Linked DNA regions of Pan troglodytes: region 2 is linked to region 1. A link is a contact called in public Hi-C data. All regions are on one chromosome and are shown on one strand. Each heading gives the region's core, a stretch centred on a gene start, on an enhancer-like site or on the middle of the called end of the contact. The rest is flanking DNA. Distances are from core to core; before and after follow the strand shown. Region 1 has its middle 30 kb from the start of SEC63. Region 2 overlaps AFG1L (AFG1 like ATPase).

Evidence for each region. Hi-C and Micro-C count contacts between places; a contact is called where the count stands out from the background.
Region 2: a Hi-C map of induced pluripotent stem cells shows a contact between it and region 1, with 2.7 times the contacts expected there. The contact joins two enhancer-like sites. A contact is called at or near these places in 2 of 7 Hi-C or Micro-C datasets (induced pluripotent stem cells and stem cell-derived neural progenitor cells) and 1 of 1 other capture datasets (stem cell-derived neural stem cells).

Annotation. Positions count from the first base shown.
Region 1 is chr5:119,896,209-119,903,105 of NHGRI_mPanTro3-v2.0_pri, reverse strand. No RefSeq gene overlaps it. Among named protein-coding and RNA genes, the nearest start is that of SEC63, 30 kb to the right of the region's middle. Within about 2 kb of position 4,330, at least 1 of the 24 cell types and tissues checked has an H3K27ac peak or open chromatin away from gene starts, as enhancers often do. A contact at or near this core is called in induced pluripotent stem cells, where this site is marked.
Region 2 is chr5:120,438,320-120,445,216 of NHGRI_mPanTro3-v2.0_pri, reverse strand. AFG1L (AFG1 like ATPase) reads right to left here. Exons shown (of 16, transcript XR_010158135.1): 13 at 6,397-6,521; 14 at 5,255-5,517; 15 at 2,856-2,994; 16 at 561-2,176. Among named protein-coding and RNA genes, the nearest start is that of FOXO3, 34 kb to the left of the region's middle. Within about 2 kb of position 3,801, at least 4 of the 24 cell types and tissues checked have an H3K27ac peak or open chromatin away from gene starts, as enhancers often do. A contact at or near this core is called in induced pluripotent stem cells, where this site is marked.

The sequences.
Region 1 (6,897 bases), core at 3,081-5,580:
CCCATCATAGATGGTGAACCCCAAGAGCACTTCCCAATAAATCTCCTGCATACAATCTCAGAATCTCAGAGGTTGTCTCCCGGGGAACCTGAGCTATGACAGTGAAGTTGTAGAAATATTACTATATGTAGAATATGGTGAATATTCTATTCACACTTCTCAGGGTTGCACTAATTTTACCAGCACTGACTGGGCGTGGTGGCTCATGCCTGTAATCCCAGTACTTTGGGAGGCCGAGGCGGGTGGATCACTTGAGATCAGGAGTTCCAGACCAGCCTGACCAACATGGTGAAACCCCGTATCTACTAAAAATATAAAAATTAGCTGGGAGTGGTGTTGGCTGCCTGTAATTCCAGCTACTCAGGAGGCTGAGGCAGGAGAATCGCTTGAACCTAGGAGGAAGAGGTTGCAGTGAGCCGAGATCACACCATTGCACTCCAGCCTGGGTGACAAAAGTGAAACTCCATCTCAAAAAAAATAATGATTTTACCAGCACTAAAAGGAATAAAGAAGAAAAAGCAAAACAAAAAAATCTTGTTGCGGGACAATCAAAGATGGGAGACACCAAACAGCGTTGAGTTCAGGAAAGGTCTTTATTAAAAGGTGATCACCTGGCTCAGTAGGACTAGCATCCAGCAAAGTCTGAGCCCCGCACAAAGAAAGCAGCCACCTTTTAAGCAGTCAGTTGTCAGGAGCTACGTGATGCAGGAAGTGTATTTACAGAAGCGAGAATTAAGGCAGTTGATCAGTCTTTTACATTTATCTATACTACATGTTCCACATCCTTGGGAAACCATGTTTCTGTATCAACCTCGTAACTTTGCAGCTGGGCTAGGAAGCTGAAGCAGGAACTCGCTGAGCCTCAAGGAATGTGAAACTAGCAAGTACAGGCAAGGCTCACTGAGCACAGAAGGAAAAACAGGCAGTTAGTATTCTTCTCTAACTTAGACTACAGGGGCACTACACTACATTTAGCTTTTGAGAGAAAAAGTAAAAATTTTTGGTTGTCTTTGATTATACTTATACAATTCATGAATTCGCTCTTCAATCTCAGAACAACCAAGGACAGAATTGGGGTTGTTGACTGATTATTGGTTGGGATCTGGGACTTAATTGTCTAGTTCAAAGAGATCTACATCAGGCCATGTTGTTGGGGTGATCAGACCCAATACCAGGTTGTGGGGGCGACGAAGTGTGGCGGAGTCAAAGGAATGAGAAAAAGACAGTTTGAGAGAGAAAGTGGGACAGGGGGCCATCGCGAGTGTGGAGGCTGCAAAGGCCCGGAGCTCTGGGAGCCCACGCTATTTATTGGTGATCAAACAAAGAAACAGGTGGTGAGGATGTGGGGGTTGAAAGGAAACGGTGTACCAAGTGAATGAGAAACATATGGCTACTTGAGATAATGGGAGTGCTAGAAGCAAGGAGCCAGGAAGTCTAGCAGACATGCAAGCCCTACCTCAGCTTTTCTCCCAACACTCAGCTTTTCTCCCAGCACCATGTGAAGGTCATTAGGTGGGGTCCCTCTTTATAATTTGGTCTCCTTTATTTAATCACAGGACTCTTAAGTTCCTGACTTTCAAGTAGATTTTAATCTTTTGAAATTTGGTGTCTGATATATTCTTTAAGTTTTGCATGCAAGGCTGGTTGTACCTCACCCATTGTTCTGGGTCTTTCAATATCTTGGAAACTTACATTTGCTCCATCCATAGCTCATAATTAGGAAGGTCTACTAATGAAGTGGCCTTGTCGTCTGGGGTGATACCCAAGGTTCGTTGTCTCACACCGAGGAAATCAAGGACATGGACAGATAAGGAGTGAGGTTAAGAGTGGAAGTTTAATAGATGAAAGAAAGAGAAGAGCTCTTTGCAGCAGAGAGGGGTCCCAGAGAAATGGGTTGCTAGATCTGCAGTGAAATGCAGGGCGTTTTATAGATGAGCTTGAGGAGGCAGTGTCTGACTTACATATGGTGCAAAAGATTGTTTGGACCAGGTAGTGTACCATTTGCATAGGTGTGAAAAACTGGTCAGGGCTAGGTGTGCCATTTGCATATGGCATGAAAAGATGGCCACCCCCACCCTAATCTTTTATTATGCAGATGGGTTATCTGCCTGGCTGATGCCATGATGTCCATTCCTGTACTGTACACATGGTAACAAAAAAGGGAAGATGGAGCCTCCATGTTGGATATGCCTGGCCCCCAGGTAACACCTTTCTATTGGCACAGCTGCTGGTGTTCCCCTGTGCAAACTTCCAGCTTGCTTACCTACATTTGCAGCTTGATTTTTCAGTCTGCTCTTTGTTAGAAAAAAATAATAATTCCTTGGGCTGCTTTTTCTTAAAAGGGAACCCTTACTAAGGACTCTTTTGCCCTCACTATCTATCTGCGTAAATAATTTATTTCTAGCTCCTGTATCACTAACGATCTTCTTCCTTGAGGAATTTGGGTAATGTGTTGCCTTGGAGCACAGAATTGGCTCCTCTTTTTCACTGGCAACTGCCAAGGACTCCCAGTGCTGACCAGCTCCCAGAGAGCCTTTGACCTGCTTCTATCTGAGCTGCCCCTGGACTGGTAGGGATTTTGGTTTTCTGGCTGAACACCTAATTCTTTAGGGATAATTTGACTCATCACTGTCTATATTTACTCTTTTCTTTTCTTTTTATTTTTTCTGAGACAGGGTCTCGCTCTGTTGCCCAGGCTGGAGTGCAGTGGTGTAATCACAGCTTACTGCAGCCTTGACCTCCCAGGCCTAAGCAATCTTCCCAACTCAGCCTCCCAGGTAGCCGGGACTACAGGCATGTGTCACCACACCCAGATAATTTTTAAAATTTTTGGTAGAAACAGGATCTCACTATGTTGCCCAGGCTGGTCTCAAACTCCTGGACTCAAGCAATGCTCCCACCTCAGTTTCCCAAAGTGCTGGGATTACAGGTGTAAACCATAGGACCTGGCCATATTTACTGTTTTCTACTTACGTAGTTCAAAACAACAACAACAACAACAACAACAACAACTAATATCCATACTATAACTTTTACCAAAATCAATAAAAATGAAATCTATTTTATCATATTGTTGATGAAAAGAGCAAAACTCCGTAATATATTTGAAGAGATTTATTCCAAGCCAAATATGAGTGATCATGGTCCATGACACGGCCCTCAGGAGATCCTGAGAACATGTGCCCAAGGCGGTTGGTTTTATACATTTTTGAGCATTTACGTTGGTTCAGTTGGGTCCAGAAAGGTGGGACAACTCAAAACAACTGGGTCAGGCGAGCTTCCAGGCCGTAGATTTAAAAATTTGCTGATTGGCAATTGGTTAAAGAGTTTATCTAAGGACCTGGGATCAAAAGAAAGGAAATGCCTAGGTTAAGACAAGGGGTTGTAGAGACCAAGGTTCTTATTATGGAGATGAGGCTTCCAGGTAGCAGTATTCAGAGAGAAGAGATTGTAAATATTTATTGATTCTCTCCTGGAAAAAGGGAAAGGGAATTCTCTACAGAAAGTGGATTTCCCCCTACAAGAGATGACTTTGCAGGGCAGTTTCAAGATATGGCAAGGAAATATATTTGGAGTGAAAATATTTTGATTTCCTTCCTTATTTGTTATGTGATGTTACGCCAGAGTCAAGTTGGAAAGTGAGCCACATTATATAGGGTTAAATAAAGCCCCTCTGATGAGACTTTATGGTTTGTAGGATGTGACTCCTCAGGCCCCTTAGGTAGGAATTTGGGCAAGAAAAGAAAAAAGTCAAAGTTTAGTCCTCAATATTCACCCTTTTTATTTATTACAACTATCTGTTGCTATTTAAAAGAGTGTTTCTCCTTTGATTATGGTTATAAACTCATTGCTATCCAGGTTCAGCTAGTTCAAAATAACTGTCATATTATTACTTACTACTACTATTACTACTACTAAAGATATCTAAAATTGATATTGTTATTTTCTAATGCTCACATTATCACAGGCTGGCCAATGGGAGCCCTTTTGGTTGGCTTCCTTTCCTTTCAGTATTGCCTTTGACATCCTTGTGTCAGAGATATTTGAATCAGAGCAACTCCATCTTGAATAGGGGCTGGGTAGAATAAGGCTGAGGCCTACTGCGCCGCATTCCCAGACAGTTAGGCATTCTAAGTCACAAGATGAGATAGGAGGTCAGCACAAGATAAGGTCAGAAAGATCTTACTGATAAAATAGGTTGCAATAAAGAAGCCCGCTAAAACCCACCAAAACCAAGATGGCAATGACAGTGACCTCTGGTTGTTCTCGCTGCTCATTATATGCTAATTATAATGCATTAGCATGTTTAAAGACAGTCCCACCAGCACGATGAAAGTTTACAAATGACATGGCAACGTCAGGAAGTTACCCTATGTGGTCTAAAAAGGTGAAGCATGAATAATCCACCCCTTGTTTAGCATATCATCAAGAAATAACCATAAAAATGGGCAACCTGCAACCCTCAGGGCTGCTGTGCCTATGGAGTAGCCATTCTTTTATTCCTTAACTTTCTTAATAAACTTGCTTTCACTTGATTGTATGGACTCACCCCAAATACTTTCTTTCGCAAGATCCAAGAACCCTCTCTTGGAGTCTGGATCCAGACCCCTTTCCAGTAACATTTGTTTCCTGCAAATAATAGGATATACCAAACAGGTGTAGAGTTCTTTTATGGAAGACACCTTGGTTCTGTTTAATGGAGAATACTTTTAGAGAACAAAATCTGGGTGTTAGGAGTGCATAAAAATGTTGGTGGGAAGGTAAGAGGAGTGCCACAGGGGGGTCACTTTCAATGACAGAGCTGGGAAGATATGTCCTTTATATATGATGAGTTCACCTTAATTTTTTTACAATTTAATAATCTATGTCTATATTTTACTTTTCTTATTATTGGTGGTTTCATTGACCCAGGGCACCTATGTAAATCTGAGGGATGCTATTTACATTGTAGATTTGAATATTTATCATGAAAAATGTCTGGTAGGCCACGTGAAGTGGCTCACGCCTGTAATCCCAGCACTTTGGGAGGCTGAGGTGGGCGGATCACCTGAGGTCACGAGTTTGAGACCAGCCCAGCCAACATGGTGAAACCCTGTCTTTACTAAAAATACAAAATTAGCCGGGCATGGTGGTGCATGCCTGTAATCCCAGCAACTCGGGAGGCTGAGGCAAGAGAATAAGTTGAACCGCGGGGGTACAGGTTGCAGTGAGCTGAGATGGAGCCATTATACTCCAGCTTGGGCAACAAGAGCAAAACTCTGTCTCAAAAAAATAAAAAGTCTGGTAGATGGCAATAATGTTTCTTGTTCTTTTTTTCTTTTTCTTTTCTTTTTTTTTTTTTTTTCTGAGACAGGGTCTTGCTCTGTTGCCCAGGCTGGAGTGCAGTGGCATGATCTCTGCTCACAGCAACCTCCGCCTCCTGGGTTCAAGTGATTCTCCTGCCTCAGCTTCCCAAGTAGCTGGGATTACAGGTATGCGCCACCATGCCCGGCTAATTTTTAATTTTTTTTTGGTAGAGACGAGGTTTTGCCATGTTGGCCAGGCTGGTCTCGAACTCCTGACCTCAGGTGATCCGCCCACCTTGGCCTCCCAAAGTGCTGGGATTACAGTTGTGAGCTACTGTGCCTAGCCAAGATTTCTTGTTTTAATAAAATCAGATGTTTATGACAGTTTTCCAATAGATACAAAAAGATGTCTTAAGGAGGGGACACTTCTTTCTTTCTTTTTAAATTGAAAAGGGGTCTCACTAAGTTGCCCAGGCCAGTCTTGAACTCCGGAGCTCAAGTGATTCTCCTGCCTCAGCCTCTCCAAGTCCTGGGATTATAGGCATGAGCCACTGTGCCTGGCCCGAGGGACACTTTTTTCTAATTTGCCCATAGACAGTCCTACATCGGCCACCATGACTTTCTACTGCACTGACAGGAAATAGAAATGGAAAGTAGAGAACTGAAAAGAATAATGGCTAATTAGTCCTTACATGGTAACTCTTAAACAACATATGTTTCAAGAATTTTTGGCAAGTGCTGAATTCTACTGAGTTCATAACTGAATTTTCTGGTGATTGCTGTTGATTAAAGTGTGACCTGGCCCGTCGTGGTCACCGGCGCGGGCTATGGCTGCGACTTCCCTCATGTCCATGTTGGCTGCCTGGCTGCTGCAGCCTGCACATAGCTGCTCCCTTCCACCTCGCGGCAGTTCAAAATGAAGCTGTTGTCATTTCTGGAAGGAAACTAGCCCAGCAGATCAAGCAGAAAGTGCGGCAGGAGGTGGAAGAGTGGGTGGCCTCAGGCAACAAACCTGAGGATGATCCTGGTTGGCGAGAATCCTGCAAGTCCAAAACTCTTTAAGAACACGACAAAACCTTCCAGTGTGGATATCCTGGGAGGTCACTTTCCCCAGGCGCTGTCCACGTGGCATGGGGGAGCACAGGACTCTGCTCATAATATACAGGAGAGTCACAAAGGCAAAGAAAATGAGGAACAGAATAATCAAGAATGACATTAAGAAGCTTCAAAAAAGGCCAGGATCGGTGGCGCACACCCATAATGCCAGCACTTTGGGAGGCCGAGGTAGGTGGATCACTTGAGGTCAGGAGTTCGAGACCAGCCTGGCCAACATGGCAAAACTCCATCTCTGCTGAAAATATAAAAATTAGCTGGGTGTGGTGGCATGCACCTGTAGTCCCAGCTACTCAGGAGGCTGAGGCAGGAGAATTGCTTGAACCCGAGAGACAGAGGTTGCAGTGAGCCGAGATTGTGCCACTGCACTCCAGCCTGGGTGACAGAGTGAAACCCTGTCTCAAAAAAAAAAAAAAAAGAACATGAAGCTTCAAAAGGCAGGTCTCTTGAAACCTTCAGCCCCAAAAGTACCTGCTGCTATAGTTCCAGCAAAAAAGAT
Region 2 (6,897 bases), core at 2,552-5,051, 540 kb before region 1:
ATGTGGATCCAAGAAAGAACTTAGATGGTGAGAAAAGGAAAAGGAACCAGAAGCTTTCAGAGAAGGAGGAGCTGAGACACAGGAGGAGAAGCTAAAGAAGAGAGTTGCAAGGTTGGGGCTGGGCTGGCAAAGTGCTTAGGGCTCAGAGCAGCAGGCAGCAACAAGGATGACATGAGGCAGTGGCTAGGGGGTCTCAATGGGTAGACTGGCTACCATCTTCTCCTGTATTCAAATTCCCATCCAGCTTGGCCCCACCCTTCCCATGCTTAGCACCCTCTCTCCACTCCGGTTGCCAATACCAGCTCTTACCAGTGGGCTCCAGTGGGCACATGGGAATCCTTCATCCCATTAGCAATAAACTCAGCCTTGTCCAAGGGTGGTCCAGGGACCCTTGAGGGACCTGTGACTCTTAGTGAGTCCATGAGGTCAAAGTCATTTTCCATAAAACCACTAAGACATTATTTACCTTTCTCACTCATTCTCCCACATGCACACAGTTGATTTTTTCAGGAGCTACATGATGTGTGATATTCCAACAGATTGAATGCAGAGGCAGGTATGAGAATCTGTCTGTATTTTACTAAACCAGACATTGGCAAAAATTTAAAACAATGCCACTTTTCTCACTAACTTGTTTTTTGTTTTGGAAATGCTGTTACTTTTCATAATGCTATTTAGGTAATATTTCATGTGCTTATTGTTATTTTTAAATGAATTAAATATCTAACAATTTCTGTTTGATTTCTAATACTGGTGATTATATATCCCACCCACATAAAAGCTCTTTGGGGTCTGCAAGCATTTTGAAAGTGGAAAGTGGGGCCAAACGTGGTGCTCATGCTTATAATTCCAGCACTTTGGGAGGCCAAGGTGGGAGGATCACTTGAGCCCAGGAGTTCGAGACCAGCCCTGCCAACATAGCCAGAGCCCATCTGTGTTTTAAAAAAATTTTTAAAAATTAGCTCAGCATGGTGGTGCATATCTGTAGTCCCAGCTACTTAGGAGGCTGAGGTGGAAGGATCACTTGAGCCTGGGAGGTCAAGGCTGCAGCGAGCCATGATTGTGCCTGGGTGACAAAGTAGGACACTCTCTCAATTATTGTGAAGATTAAATATTTCAAAGTTTGCCAACCACTGATTCCAGTTCTTTGCCATCACATATGGGGTTGTGCAAAACAACACCCTTGTGCATACCCCTACACCCACATCTTTCCTGTTCTAGCCTCAAGACCCACGATGACTTTAAAATGGGGGCTACTATTATTACTACTACCAGAAGGGCTGCAGAGCACAGGGTCGGGATCCAGAAGACATGTGCTTACTCGATATGCTTGTGAAACCACTTACCCTCCGAGTGCCCCAGTTTCCTCATGGGTAGTAGGATAATCGCATCTCCCTTGCAGAATTTGCTGTGGACGACGAGTATGGTAGGAGCAAATGATCCTTCCGCCTTGGCCTCCTAAAGTGCTTTCTAAACTAGGAAGTGCTGCGTGGTTACCTATTTTGACGTTGTTAGTGTGGGTGGAGAAGAAAGGCAGAGGAGCCTTGGTCCCCAGGGAGGAGAGGGGTGGGCTCTGGGAGGTGACTTTGTGTGTGCCAGTGTGCTGATGACCTGGGCTCCAGGAATCATAGCAACAGCCTCTGCTCCCTGGAAAGTGCCGTGGTCTCTGCATCAGGCGCCCAGAGTCACGACCCAGCTGCAGGCAGGGCTCTCTGTGCGTACCGGCTGTGTAGTCACAGGCAAGAGCTCCACGGCCTGCCTGATTGGCGGTGATCAACCCTGCTGCACCTTAGAATCTTACAAGGAACATTAACAAGTGCTGATGCTGGGGCCCCACATCTGACCCACCATACCTGACCCTGGAGGTGGACCTAGGCCTAGGAATGTGTAGCCTTGAGAACCACTGGCCTTTTTTTTTTTTTCTCCTGTCAGTTCATGCTACTGACCACAAGATGGTGCCCTCTTTCTGGGAAATCTTTGATGTTCACCAAACAAGCAACAATTCATTTTCTGTATTAATCCTGAAAACATGGATTTGAATTTAACAATCTTCTCCAGCATCTCATTAAGCCAGACCCGTGTGCTCTTGGTGTCTAGCCATTTAATGCGTATCTTTTCCCTTCTGTTAGAAACCAGTGGGTTGGAATGTGTCTTCTGTTTTGCATTCCTCAAAAGGCTATAACACAAAGCAGAAAGTAGGATTTATGATCATAATCATTAGTATCAATAATAACTGATGTTCGTTTAATCCTTTGCCATTTGCAAAGCGCTTTTCACCAACAATCCTCATAGTAACTCTATGAAATGGGCATTATGATTCCCATTTATAAGATGACACAACTGAGGCTCAGAGCACTATCTTGGTCGAGGTCACAAAACAATAATTAGCAGAACTGAATTTTCCAATGCCAGATCTCAAGCCCTTCCCACTGCATCATTAGAGACCAGCAATCAACCACCGGGAACCCAGAAAGTACAGCCCTGAGACAGGAAAATTCTCGGGACGACATCCGGAAAGCCCCCTAGGCAAGCAGGTAAGACAGACTGATGGCTCCACACAGCACAGACGAAAGGCCAGTGGACAGGCATGTTTGACTGGACCAAATGACCAGCTAGGGCAACAGATGTGAGGGTCCTAGTGAGCTGCTGGACTGAGTCAGTAGACACTCGACAAGAGGGCAGATTTTAACATTTGTAATTTTCTGTTCCAGAAAAATGAACTGCTATATGCCAATAGGGAACATTCATCTTAATTCTGACTGTAAAAGAAGTTATAAACTCATTTCCAAAGAAAATCCTTTCCTACCAGCAAGTGACTTCTTTTGAGATTAGTAAATCTAATAAAGGTAACTTACAGACTTGCTGCAAGACAGATTCCCGTAACTGATCAGGAACCCAAATGTCAGGGACCCAGGCGCCCAATCCTTCTGCATGTTTTTAATCTCAGATAAAGCAGCCGTCAAGTGTAGGTTCAAGTTACTTGGACCAGCAATACTGTTTTCAGGACAGAGGCAATGAAATGGAAAATTTAATACGTTAGCACTTTGCTAATTTTATTGACTTCGGTTATATCTTAGCAATTCATTAATCTGTTTTAGCTGTTTTCTGTGTCTCAGCTTCCCTGTCTATAAAATGATTATAATGGCACCTATCTCATAAGACTGTTATATGGATCAAAAGAGTTTATTTATAAAGCACATAGAACCATGCCCAGGACACAGAAAACATCATGTGTTTCTTAAATAAATAAATGGATATAAGCACATCCACTTATTTTACAAGTGAAATTTTAATTTTTTTCAATATTCCAACTAATTTTAAAATTATGTCATTTGCACACTTATAAGTACAGGAAATATACTTTAAGAAGATAAAAGTATTGCCTTATTATTAAAATTTGAAGTCCCACTGAAAATGCATAAATTTGATTAAAATAATACTACAGTCTTTTTGGCCTCAGAAATAGGTTAAAAATTACTTAAGTCCATCCTGTTTTTCATCTCAGGATTAGTGATATCAGCAAATAAGCTCATACACTGCCTAAAGAAATATGAGAAGTGATAAGATTTTTCTTTTTCTTCTCTAAAGAAAGTTTTCCTTTTTCTCCGCTTGACCTCTGTTAAGTCTGGGAACTAGTCATCAGTTTGGAGAGCACCCTTGGCACATGATGTTTTCTCCTGACTCTAAAGACATCCCCCCCGTCTGTGTTTTGAATTGAGCAGGAGCTTTCCACAGCAGTACTCAGCTCAAACCTCTGTCTCAAAGTATACATTTAAAGCATTTCAAAAAAAGAGCATTTGCTGAGAGACTTCTATGGAGAAAGACTGGAATGCTGAGAATGTAATAGGGGCAGGGCTCAGAAGAAAGACATACAAAGTGAAATGTTGCTCTCCAATCTAGGGGTTGTTTTTCATGTTGGCATTACTTTTCTTTTAGTAGAGCTACCATACTGTTTCCTAGTGATGGCTATTCTTGAAGACTTGGGTTTTTTTCTTGCATGCTATTTTATGAAACCAACTTTGGAGATTTCCAGCCACCATGGAACTCCCTCCCCTCCAGAGATCCAGCCAAAGCCTTCTAGCCCCACTTTCTGCATAAACCCTTCTCCCAGCTCAAAGAGCCTCTTCCACTGCAGCCAATCCCAGCAGGCCCCTGGAACTGGGGAAGGAGATTGCGGATTGGGGGCACAGAAGTGGGCACATGCTCCAGTTACTTAGGTGGAGACTGAGCTACAGTTTTTTTCTCAGGGTTTAAGTTCTTTCGTACCAAAATGACATTATAGGGAAGCTACACTGAGAATTACATAGGCTTCTATGCGTTTGACCAGCACCCCAACTAACATTACGTGATTGTTTCAATGGAAAAATGAAACTTTATTCCCAATATCTGACCTCAGATGAACTTTTATAACATAACTTGACAGGGGGACTCTTCTACATACACTCACACTCAGGGACAGGTCTGTCTATCGGTCATACTGTCCATCTATCTGTCTGTCCATTCACATGATTTTTTTAAAAATTAAGATACAGAATAATTACCAAAGGAATGTGAAAAGTAAAAAGCTAAGATCTAAAGAATAAAGTTAAACATTTTATATTCACTGAGTTCAAATCAATGGTTCTGTTGTAAATTTATCTTCAACTTCATTCACTGAGTTAAATGAATCAATTTTTAAAACAATCTCTTTTTTTTAAATAGTAAGAGTAAGAGACAGTGTGGTATAAAATATAGTATATGAGTTTTGTAGTTGTAAACTGTGAATCTCAGGTCAAGCTACTTAACTTTCCCAAGACTCAGTTTTCTTATTTTTAAACAGGGGTTATAATATTCACTTTCTAAGACTATTTTTTTTAACTGAGCTAATGTAAATATATAGCATTCAATCCAGCACAAAGTGGTTATTTCCCATCCTTTCTCCCTATTACATAACCTCTTTGAAATTACTGTGTTTCACTTCAATAAAAATATCTTTAAACCACATTTCATTTATAGAAGGCTTGATTTAAACTCTTCTCTCGGCTTGGGTACTCATCCATCTACCTGCTTGCCTTAATTAGGTTAATATCTAAAAGAGACTATGTGATGGATTATTGACTAAGAAATTAAATAGGGCCATGCTGTGCCACACTACCCCTGCCAGGAGATGGCTAGAGTGGCCAAGATATAAAAAATAAAAATAATAATAAATAGAAAATAAATAGGTTCAAAGAGCTTACTTATGTTGACCATTGTATTCATTGGACTGACTCACCTATGCCTTACCTTCCCCCAAATGCTTAATTTTCACAAGATTTTGTGGATTTTATATTTTTTCTGTTTTTCACACTCATCCACAGCCGAAGATCCACTTTGTGACAATAGTTAGTAAAGCCAGGTTTTACTCAAAGAAGCAAAAGATGAGCTCAGTGAAGGACAAATCAGATTTCCTGTGAAGCAGGCTTGTCAGGCGTTCTTTCCTATTTCCTATTAGGTCCATCTCACGGCAGAGTTGGCGGCAAGGGCGGGGGCAGCATGCTGCAAGGAGAGCAAGTGTCTACAACAGTGGGAAGGAGCCTGCTGTCCACTGGGGTACGGCTGGCCTCATGTGAGCGGGAGTCTCCTCTGCTGTTGGAGTGCCTACGACTCTGACACCCACCCCCCCGCCCACACTCTCTCACTGGTCCCCATTCCTGGCTGCAGAGTTTGTAGCTCTGCCTGCAGATCTGCCTGTTGGCTGGAATTTGACACTTGCTCCTTATTTGATCCCATCATAATTTTCTATTTTTTTTTAGAAAACTTTGTGACCACTTGAGATCAAGTCCTGCCTACTAAACTTGATCTCAGGGTTAAAAACATATTCTTCCATTACGTAGAAATCTGAAGGCCTGGGAGATTTACTGTAATTCATAACCAAAAAAAAAACCACATATAAGCCCATATTCTAAAACATTATCCCTTTTAGTTTATATCAGATTGGAAAACTGTCTTTGTTTTGAATTGAAACATAGGGCATTCTTCCCCCATTATAAAAGATGTATTTCTAACATGCCACCACCATGCAGCCAAAGCTTGAAGGTATCCAGACGTCTTGCATTTACTTGTGCATTCAAGGTTCATTCAGGTGGTTTAATGTGAAGCTAAAATGTCTGGTCCTACATTCATCTTCAGGAATGAGATGATTTTAATTTCATGGTGCAGAAATAAGGCCAAATAAGAAAAAGCAGACCTAAAAAATGTTAAGTGTTTAACTTACTAATCCACTAGATCCTTGAGAGCAATTTTAGATTAAAATGGTCCAGAGGACAAAGTGCATAATTAATGATGAGGAAATGATTCCTTCAAGTCCCACAATAAGGAGTTCTGCCTGCGTTAACCATTTGTCTAGAGTTTTATTTATGCAAAAGTGGCAGTTACTTCTTGGTTCTGTCTCCTTCGTTCCAGTACTGTTCAGTCTGCATTTCCGTGAGTCGGGAAATTGTGCGCTGAAATGCAAAGATTTCCTCTTCTCCGGTAAACATGGAGAGTCCTTCTGCTGAATCCTGGTTATAAAACAAAGAAATTAAAATAAAGCTATCACAAATGAAAATTTACAGAACCTAAGTATAGGTTTAAAAAAACTTTTTAGGCTTACCGGTTTAGATTATGCCTTTTTTTATAACTTTTTTTTTCCATATACAATCTCTTAAATGAGACTAGAGAGTCAACCAATTTAAACTGATAGGCAGTAAACACATCAAATTATCAGAGAGAAAACTTAAAAGGGAAAACTTTCTCCAAAAGTGTACACCAGAAATAAGTAATGGCAAAAAAAAAAAAACCAGTAGTTCTGAGAAGCTAGAAAGAGGCTGGTGTAGGCCTCCAGACAGGGTCCCAGTGCCTAAGGGGGAGGCCCTAAGGACAAACCTCTGGAGAGCC